Regions from separate parts of the Zea mays genome. Here all the other regions are linked to region 2. Evidence: chromatin contacts called from public Hi-C data. All regions are on one chromosome and are shown on one strand. Each heading gives the region's core, a stretch centred on a gene start, on an enhancer-like site or on the middle of the called end of the contact. The rest is flanking DNA. Distances are from core to core; before and after follow the strand shown. Region 1 has its middle 150 kb from the start of LOC100273887. Region 2 holds the start of LOC100273887. Region 3 holds the start of LOC100284001.

Region 1 (3,041 bases), core at 419-2,918, 150 kb after region 2:
ATATCAATAAAAGACGAAGCATATGAAATATGGGAAATAACATGGATAATTATATGACATCATAATATGTCTTTACTATATAATTACAAATGAATGAGAGCAATATTGAATTACATTTGTACGTTCGGCTTGACAGAAGACAGAAAATACAAGCGTGATGCACAAGCGAGTACAAGTCAGCGTGAACAGTACGGGGGTGCTGTTCATCTATTTATAGGCACCGGGGGCAGCCTGTGTGGATTTACATTCATGTCCTTTATAACTGGTTACAATCATGACACAGATTATCATGGACCAATCGGTCTTTTGATCTTTAAGTCGGTGCAACCCTTCGTCTCAAGGCGTGTCACTATGCCGAAGCTCCCTGGATGGTAGCTTCGGCGTTGCTTCTGTGTTGATCTTCCAAATGTATTTCTTCTTACATGACCTTCGGCGACGAAGCTAACCCCCAACAGCCGGTTTGGGCAGACCTGGGCCGAATTAGAGTTTTCTTTTTTCCTGAAATTTCTAATTGTTTTTCTATTTTATTTTCTCTAGGTTTTCAATTCAAATTCAAACCAAATTTCAAATTCAAACTAATTCAAACATGTGCAACAATTCAAAGAATATTTAAGCTCAGCATGATGCAAACATTTCCTGACTCATAATATTTTAATTAACAAAAATAAATAATTAATCACTCACTAATTAAGCTAAATCTACTAAAAAGGAAAAGAAAGAGAAGCTAGAGAGAGATATAAGAGTAACACCTAAATTTGGTAGATATTTAGAAAGAAATTTTATACCCTAAATTCAGGGTGTTACGCCGAACCACAAGGGACAAGTCCACCTTGTGTTCACATAAAAAATAATGCATGCATACATGGCTCTACATAATTTCATTTAGGACAGTAGGACAGCTGACGAAGAGTTTTGATCAGCGTGATCGAGATGAGAACTGCATGTCTAATGCTTGAACTAATCAAGCTAATACAAGCCAATTGGGATATGATGGGGGAGAGGGAGACATGAATAACATTCAATACTAGATGCCAATGCATTGTTTGCTAGGAGAGAGTACTTTCTAGTGGAAAAATAAGGTGTATGGAATGATATAATTTTAATTTACAATTTTGCAAATAGGTGTATGAATCGATAGAATGCTAGAGAACCGTAAAAAGGAAAAAGGAAGACGACTAAACAAAAGAGGGTATTATTGACTTTGTCTATGCGAGAATAATAATCTACATACGTATAATCAAGACTACCAAACAGGTACATACAGATTACAATCTCAACATATTATAATTTGGATTATATAATCTAGATTTCTATAAGCTGAAACAAATATGTCAAAACATGTTTGTTTGGCTTTAATCCGCATCGGTTTCTACAACTTGGGTCTAATATAAACAAGTTTTTAAGTACTGTTCCTCCTGTGATTCGGACGTGAACGGCTTTTTTTTTTTTGGTCTGAATTATTAAACGAATCCAAAACTCCAGTGACTCACTGTGTCCTGTGTCCATTCAGAATGGACGGCCTAGCAAGCAAGCTCACTGTTGTCGATGGACAAGCTACTGGTACTACTCGTAGGTAGCTAGGGCTTGCTTTCCTGGCCTGATGCATGGACAGGGTACAGCCAGCTCCTGTACTAATCGGACAGGCCTAGCTAGGCCGGATAGGCAGGTAGCGGGAAGCCCATTTATATGCCCTTGACAACGTTGGGCAGTGGGTGGATGCATCCTATTACCCGGAGAATCCAGAGGCACCGTCCTGCACGGCGGACACTCGGCGTGCCCCGCCCCCCCCTCCTCTTATTAAAAAGTACAGAAAGTTGATCGCGCGCCCGGCGCTGTATGAGGAAAAGCGACACGCAATCACACGCGAGATTGTTCCGACGCGAGCAGAGGGGTGGGTGAGCCAGCGGACACCGGGTAGGAATCCTCGTCTGCGCACGACTTCGTGCGCGCGTGCGGCCGGCCAGGCGAGCCGACGTGACGCTGATCCACGCCCGCCAACCATTGCCGTCCCCGCCCGGTCACTCCTGCCCTGCCTGCCGGGTGCAGTGCAGGGCCCTTGAATCTTGATTTTCGTTTCCATGTCCTAGTTTAGCTATGTACAGTACGTGCATATATCCGTGTATAAGTATTACGTGGCTGCAGTAGCTCTCGGCCATCTTCTATGGCAATCCGTCGATCTCTCTTATACGGTCCACACCAACATCCTCTATATTCGTACTCTGTGTCGGCTGTTTATATTCTTCTCCATATCACCTTACTTTTGAGCAGCGTCATCTATTACTTTTGAACAGCGTCATCTATATATCGTCCTCTATACATAGATAAATATATTAGAGACATTTTATTTTAAATTTTTATACGTATATATTTGTCATACTCTAAAATATATCATATATATATATATATATATATATATATATATATATATATATATATATATATATATATATATATATATATATATATATATATATATATATATATATATATATATATACGACAGCACTAAAATGCACCTGGGTGCATTCTCTATATTGAATGCACCCAGGCGTAATATATAAATACACCCCGATCAAGCCTCATCGTGCCCTCGGCCGTCTTGTTCCCGCGCCTCCCTGCCTCCCGCCGCCGCCGCGCGCCTCCCTGACCTCGCGCCACCCTATACCCCGCAGCCACCGATCACATCCCTGTCACCGCGCCGCCGCCGTCTCCTCCTTCCTCCGATCCTCTAACCCTAGATCCATGGCCCCACCGTCGCTGCCGCACCTTGAATCGCCTCGATGCTCCTCCCCTAATTCCTTGACGATTGTTATGGCTGGAGGTGCTGATCCGATATTGCCGTCTCCGATTGCGACAACGGGAGCGGGTGTACGCGGCGGATCAGGTGATCCCTTGCATCACAAAACGTTGCTGACGCCACCGCCTTCAATTCCACCTGGATCGCTGGTCACTCCGGATGCAGCCCAGCTGTTCCATCCGGTAAGAAAAAAAACAATAAAAAATTGTTGCTCCACCGTGCGTGGTTTGTTGATTTTCTGTTG
Region 2 (3,048 bases), core at 487-2,986:
TCTCCCTATCATGGAATCACGGTTCATCGATGCTGTGCGCCTGCCTGCCTGCCTGAATGTACTGTGTGCCGAACCGTGCGGACTCCTCTCCTCGATCGATCGATCATCCTCCACCCTCTACAGTGCAAACGCAGCAGCCGCAACCGTACAGGTACAGCTAGCCCCTCCCCTCAGCCTCAGCCCTCAGGTAGATAGATAGGTCTCGTCACACGAACACTGTAAACAAAGCCCGGCTAGGTCACAGTAAAAATAAAAGAAAATCCATGATCCATCACTGGCGGCTAGGAGAACACTAGACCAGTCCCCGTCGCACTCGCTCATAGATGGGCTCCGCGAGCTTCTCGAGCTCGTCTGTTAGCCAGTGTTGCCGGCCGGACTCGGTGGGGGGCAACAATCAGCCGGGAGTTACTGTGCCAGCAGGGGCCCGCCTGTCATACATACATCATCCCATCCGTGGCGTGCGAGTGCGGTGTCGTGCTAGCAGGTAATGGCGGGCCGGGTAGGGATTGCCGGAGTGCTCACCAGGGAACAAGCAGAAGGGATGTATTTGCGTTGGCGGCGGCGGGTCCTCAGCCGAAGCGGCGCCTGGCGGGAACGGGAAGGTGCAGTATTGGTGGCGGATGCCGAAGCCGTAGGGGTCCGCGGCGAAGCTGTAGGCGGCGTCGTGGGCGTGGGCCGCCGCGGCGGCGGCCAGCAGGTGGTGGTGCTGGCCGACGGCGACGTCTCCCGCGCCCGCGCCCGGCGGCATTGCGACCGCGGCGGAGGCTGCCTCGAGCTTCCGCTGGACTGCCTGGTTGAGCTTGCGGCGGCGGTAGGCCGTGGACTGCTCGCGGTACTTGCGCGCCATGATGACGTGCCAGTGGTTCTTCACGGCGTTGTCCGTGCGGCCGGGGAAGAGGCGCGCGATCATGGCCCACTTGTTGCCGTAGAAGCGGTGCGCAGCCATCAGGCGCTCCTCCTCCTCGTCGCTGAAGGGGCGCTTGCTGATCCGGGGGTCTAGCTGGTTGAACCAGCGGAGGCGGCAGCTCTTCCCTGCGCAGCAAGCATTGCAGTAATAGGCCATGCGGAGCTAAACCTTGTTGTTGTTAAAATGTATGTATACAGTGTCTTTGTATGGGGATGGATGATCGGTGCAGCTGAGCCTGAGGCTGAGGTCAGTCAGATGAGATTACCACAATGCAAGATGATGATGATGGACGCGCGTACCGGATCTGCCGTCCAGCTTCTCGGCGATGAGGTTCCAGTTCTGGGGCCCGTACAGCGCGACGAGCTCACGGAGCTTGGCGTCCTCCGCTGGGCGCCAGTGGCCGCGCGCCGCGAGCCGGGACTGGCCGCTGCTGCTGCTCTCCTGGAGGTCGGCGGCATTGCCGCCGGCGGCAGCGGTGGCGGCCGTGTCCATGGTGGTGGTACCGGCCGTGAGCACGCGGCCTCCGCCCTTGGATGAGCACGAGGACGAGGCGGCGGCCTGGTCGGCCGCGGCAGCCGCTGGCGACACTCGCAGCAGCCATGTCGGGGCCGGCGACGAGCACGGCATCGTCGTCAGTTGCCGCGGGAGAGACGGAGACGAGTTGAGGATGTGCGCGCGAGCGGGACGAGCGACACTGCTCCCGTTTCTTCCGCAGCAGAAAACCGCACGGCTGGAGGTAGAGGAAGAGGCCAGAGCTACTCCTACACGCTACAGGGAGGCAGGCATCTCACTCTCCCCCACGCACGCACGCACCCTCTCATTCCCGTCAGATGGACGGATCGCTCGGGCGCACGCACTCCCCTGTCTAAAAACCGCAGGAGGAGGGGGAGGGGAGGGGAGGGCCGGGCGTAGTCCGGAGTCCGGAACGCGTGTGTGCTTTTCACTGTTGGATAGGCTAGCTGCTCCTCCTGGTGCTGGGCAGTGCGGGCGGGAATGGGGAGGGATCGTCTGTGCTGGCTCGCGGGACGCCGCGCCGGTGGTGGCTGCTGCTCCGGGTCGGGGATTGCAGGGCACGGGCACGGGCACGGGCACGGGAGGGGGATAGCTACCAAGGGTGTTGTTTGCAAGTACATACAGCTTGCTTGCTTGCTTGCTTTGGATCTCAATCAGTTTGCAAAAGAAAAGAAAGTTACTACTCTATTAACACATGTGTACTGCATATGGCAAAAGCTTTTTGAAAAGGCGAAGTGCAAGGCACGGAACTGGGAAAGAAGGGGTGAAAAATAGTCGTAGAGAGAGAGAGAGAGCACACTGGCGGGAGTTATTTTACTAGGGTTCGCGCGGTAAAAACTGGAGGCGGAGGAGGGGTAATTAAGGTAAGGGCGCAGAAGATCTTACTGCACGCAAGGCTTGTCACTGTCCCAGCTGTCTACTACTACCACCACACCGCCCGCTGCCATCTCTCATGGCTTTCACCGAGTTTAACAAAGCATCGGGCGTCCCCACCGCACGTGTAGATGTCATCTCACCACATGTGTGGCTTGCAAGGACGACGCACGGCCAGAGAGAGATAGAGAGAGAGAAGGTTAGCACTGTAGCCCGCCTGCCTGATCGTCGATCTACTACTACTTGCTACTGGTCTCTTTCTCTTTCTTCTCTCTCTCCCCCTCCCCATTCAGTTTTCACTCTCAACAGTGGATCGGTACGTCCGAGCGTACGTACGTGTACATGCGCCCAACAGTTTGAAGCGCGTGTACACACACACGGACGCTTTTCCTCGCGAATCGCGATGGAAATCTGGACGGGAATGGGAACCGGCTATTAATTACGGCATCCAATCATCAGCGGTAACAGAAACTGTGCTCTTTGCACGACGACTGGCCGGTGAATAATGTGTACTCTGAGGGCCAAGTAGACCTGTGCAGAGTTCAGTGGCTGCTTAGTCAAGTAGTAATGCATAGACAATATACTACTCTGCAACGCTTGACTGGCCATATAAAACGACCAGCTCAGGGAGGCTGCTGGGCCTTATTAAACACACACGCACGCACGCACAAACACACACCACCTTTCTCTTGACCGGGAGTTAATGTTTTCGTACTTAGCCAATAAAAGTACTCAAACTGATGCCTTTTGTTTTT
Region 3 (2,905 bases), core at 157-2,656, 130 kb before region 2:
TGCACAAACGCCAGTTCTAAGGTCTCCGGGAGTGGCATGGCAGAACACTGCATCAGTACCAGCTGCTCCTTTTTATGCAAGCACAGCGACTTCAACTCCTATTGGAGTTGGACAGGTGGCTGCTTGGAATCCTAACATGCAGGCAGGGAGTTTTGCATCTGCATCGACTGCATACCCCAACCAACCATTAATGGCCAACTCCATGCCTCACTATCCTGCTATTGGATCGAGTTCCGGTGCCCCACCAGTAGCATTTCAGGCTTCGCAGCAGATGACACAGTATAGCATGCCCCCTGGTGCTCCGCCGCACGCACCACCAGCTGGCCAATCGATTTACTACCCGAAGTAAGCGGTTTTGGTTCAATATTATCAGAGAGCAATCAGGCATTGTTACCTGCGACAATTGTGGTCCGCAAATGCAATCTTGCGAATTTTGCAAGTGCGCTGTAGCACTTGTAACTTGCGAGCGCCCTTCGCAAGAATGCATCAGCGTCTGCTGTGTCTGTAAAACTGTCAAAGATAGTGTTTACCTATTAGCTTGCATGGTATATTGGTGGTGAGATATGTTGGAGTAGTTTTGATGCCTCAAGAATCTCTTACGCATCTTTTTTTTTTAAAAAAAACTGCGCTTTGCTTTTGGTCTTGCCGTGCCTTTTGTAGCAAGCAGTGCTATGGTAGAGTACTGGAGCACCGAGAACGTACTGCTGAATCATTCCGATTCAGAACTTTAACTTGGGCACATTTTGTATGGAAATGTGCTGTTTATTCTTCATATCCGTTCCCATGCCAACCCATCACCCTGTGCGACAAAACAAACAATAAACAACGCAATCAATTGACACCCATCACACAATGCTGCAAACAAGTAATGAACAACGCAAACGTTGTAATCCCGCGAAACGATCCAACTAAAAAGCAGTACAGCACCAAGAGGCTACTGTTGGCTTCCAAGTCAACCGTTGATCCAAAACTGGCTACTGTTGCCTGTTGGGCTCCAAGTCAACCGTTGATCCAAAAATTTTTGCCGTGCAGGAAGATACTCTTGTCGGTCGGTCAGTGCCATGATTGCGATCGATGTTTTTTTCCTAGGCCACCGCAGCGCTAAATAATCTAAACAGGATCGATCTGGACCAGACATTCCTCACGCCTGCCTGTCCGACGTGGCAGCCAACACTAGCCATGGCTGACACTCCCATCCAATGGCAACACTCTCATTGATTCCCCCGTATCCCTCCCTGCATCCGGATAAGGATAACGCTGGCTGGATAAGAGACGGGGCTTCTCATTGGCCACACACGTATCAGACAGCATCCCGTCCGTCCGATCCGTCCGCACGGCGTATCTCCGCCGTCGGCCGCAGCCGGCGTCTCCTGGCCACACCCGCCGCCCCGGCCCGGCAGGCGGCAGTTTAATACAAACCAGGCTTGCTCGTGGCGGCAAAAAACCAACGTGCTTGATCTCCCTCCGCCACTCCATCCATCTCCTCGCTCCCAGTCCCCGGGAAGCATGGCGTCCGTCACCGCCCGCGCCCCGGTAGCGGCCCTTCGCCCGTCGTCGGCATCGCTCAAGTCGTCGTCGGCCTTCCTTGGCCACTCTAGCCGCCTCGGCCGCACCGCGTCTCCCACGAGGCGCAGCCTCAAGGCGGAGGCCAAGGGCGAGTGGCTCCCCGGCCTTCCCTCCCCCTCCTACCTCGACGGCAGGTCAGTGCTTCTTTTGCTAACTCTGGTCTGGCCACACTGGATAGCCCGCCCGCAGCGATGGCTGGCAGATGACTGACGACATGCCCATCGCCCATGTATGTACGTGTACGTACCGCGCGCGCGCAGCCTGGCGGGTGACAATGGCTTCGACCCGTTGGGCCTGGCGGAGGACCCCGAGAACCTGCGGTGGTTCGTGCAGGCGGAGCTGGTGAACGGCCGGTGGGCCATGCTTGGCGTGGCCGGGATGCTCATCCCGGAGGTGCTGACCAAAGCCGGGCTGATCAACGCGCCGCAGTGGTACGACGCCGGCAAGTCGGAGTACTTCGCGTCGTCGTCCACGCTGTTCGTGGTCGAGTTCATCCTGTTCCACTACGTGGAGATCCGGCGGTGGCAGGACATCAAGAACCCCGGCAGCGTCAACCAGGACCCCATCTTCAAGAGCTACAGCCTGCCGCCGCACGAGTGCGGCTACCCGGGCAGCGTCTTCAACCCGCTCAACTTCGCGCCCACGCTCGAGGCCAAGGAGAAGGAGCTCGCCAACGGTGAGTAGTAGTAGTAGTAGTACCGTCGGCCACTTTCCGATCCTTCTCTGACGACGGTTATGATCTCATCATCCGGTTCTGCGTGCAGGGAGGCTGGCGATGCTGGCGTTCCTGGGCTTCCTGATCCAGCACAACGTCACCGGCAAGGGGCCCTTCGACAACCTGCTGCAGCACCTGTCTGACCCATGGCACAACACCATCATCCAGACCTTCTCCGGTTGAGTCGAGGTCGAGGAGGGATACGATCCATCGCTGGTGAGCTGATATGGACTGGAAGGCAAACATTGAAACCTTAAGTTCCTTTCTGGATCAGTTTGTGTGTGTTGTTAATCTATCTGGAGGGTACAGATTCGGGCCGTGTTGCAATGCATGCATGGTCTGAAGGGAGCGAGGGCTGAGGAGTGACTGGTATGTACATTAGCTGAAGGGGATATTAAGGGTAGAGATCGTTTGATCAGTATCATCTGTATATCCCCATGCATGGGGTTTCGTTTTGTGCGCTTACTTCTGGCTTGCCAGCGTATGGTTCAATGTGGAAACACATGTATTAGTACGAGAACTAGTAGACTTATAATTAATATAAATCAAGCACGTACGACTTCTAGCTAAAAACAACTCAACCTACTCGGAAGCCCTGAGAATGGTAAGCAACCACATTAGGGC

The links. A called contact is a pair of places that touch in the nucleus more often than the background predicts.
Region 1: a contact with region 2 is called in a Hi-C map of ear, with 2.2 times the contacts expected there. The contact joins the enhancer-like site here to the promoter of LOC100273887 in region 2. A contact is called at or near these places in 2 of 25 Hi-C or Micro-C datasets (ear and tassel).
Region 3: a Hi-C map of tassel shows a contact between it and region 2, with 2.6 times the contacts expected there. The contact joins the promoter of LOC100284001 here to the promoter of LOC100273887 in region 2. A contact is called at or near these places in 3 of 25 Hi-C or Micro-C datasets (ear, leaf and tassel).

The regions. Positions count from the first base shown.
Region 1 is chr1:218,261,463-218,264,503 of Zm-B73-REFERENCE-NAM-5.0, reverse strand. No RefSeq gene overlaps it. Among protein-coding and RNA genes, the nearest start is that of LOC100273887, 150 kb to the left of the region's middle. Within about 2 kb of position 1,668, at least 16 of the 20 cell types and tissues checked have an H3K27ac peak or open chromatin away from gene starts, as enhancers often do. A contact at or near this core is called in ear and tassel, where this site is marked.
Region 2 is chr1:218,412,254-218,415,301 of Zm-B73-REFERENCE-NAM-5.0, reverse strand. LOC100273887 reads right to left here and starts at 1,736. Exons shown (of 3, transcript NM_001367343.1): 1 at 1,207-1,736; 2 at 523-1,032. The coding sequence starts at 1,534.
Region 3 is chr1:218,541,123-218,544,027 of Zm-B73-REFERENCE-NAM-5.0, reverse strand. LOC100284001 reads left to right here and starts at 1,406. Exons shown (of 3, transcript NM_001156899.2): 1 at 1,406-1,700; 2 at 1,827-2,242; 3 at 2,331-2,849. The coding sequence starts at 1,507. The coding sequence ends at 2,464. LOC100217199 reads left to right here. Exons shown (of 11, transcript NM_001143558.1): 11 at 1-643.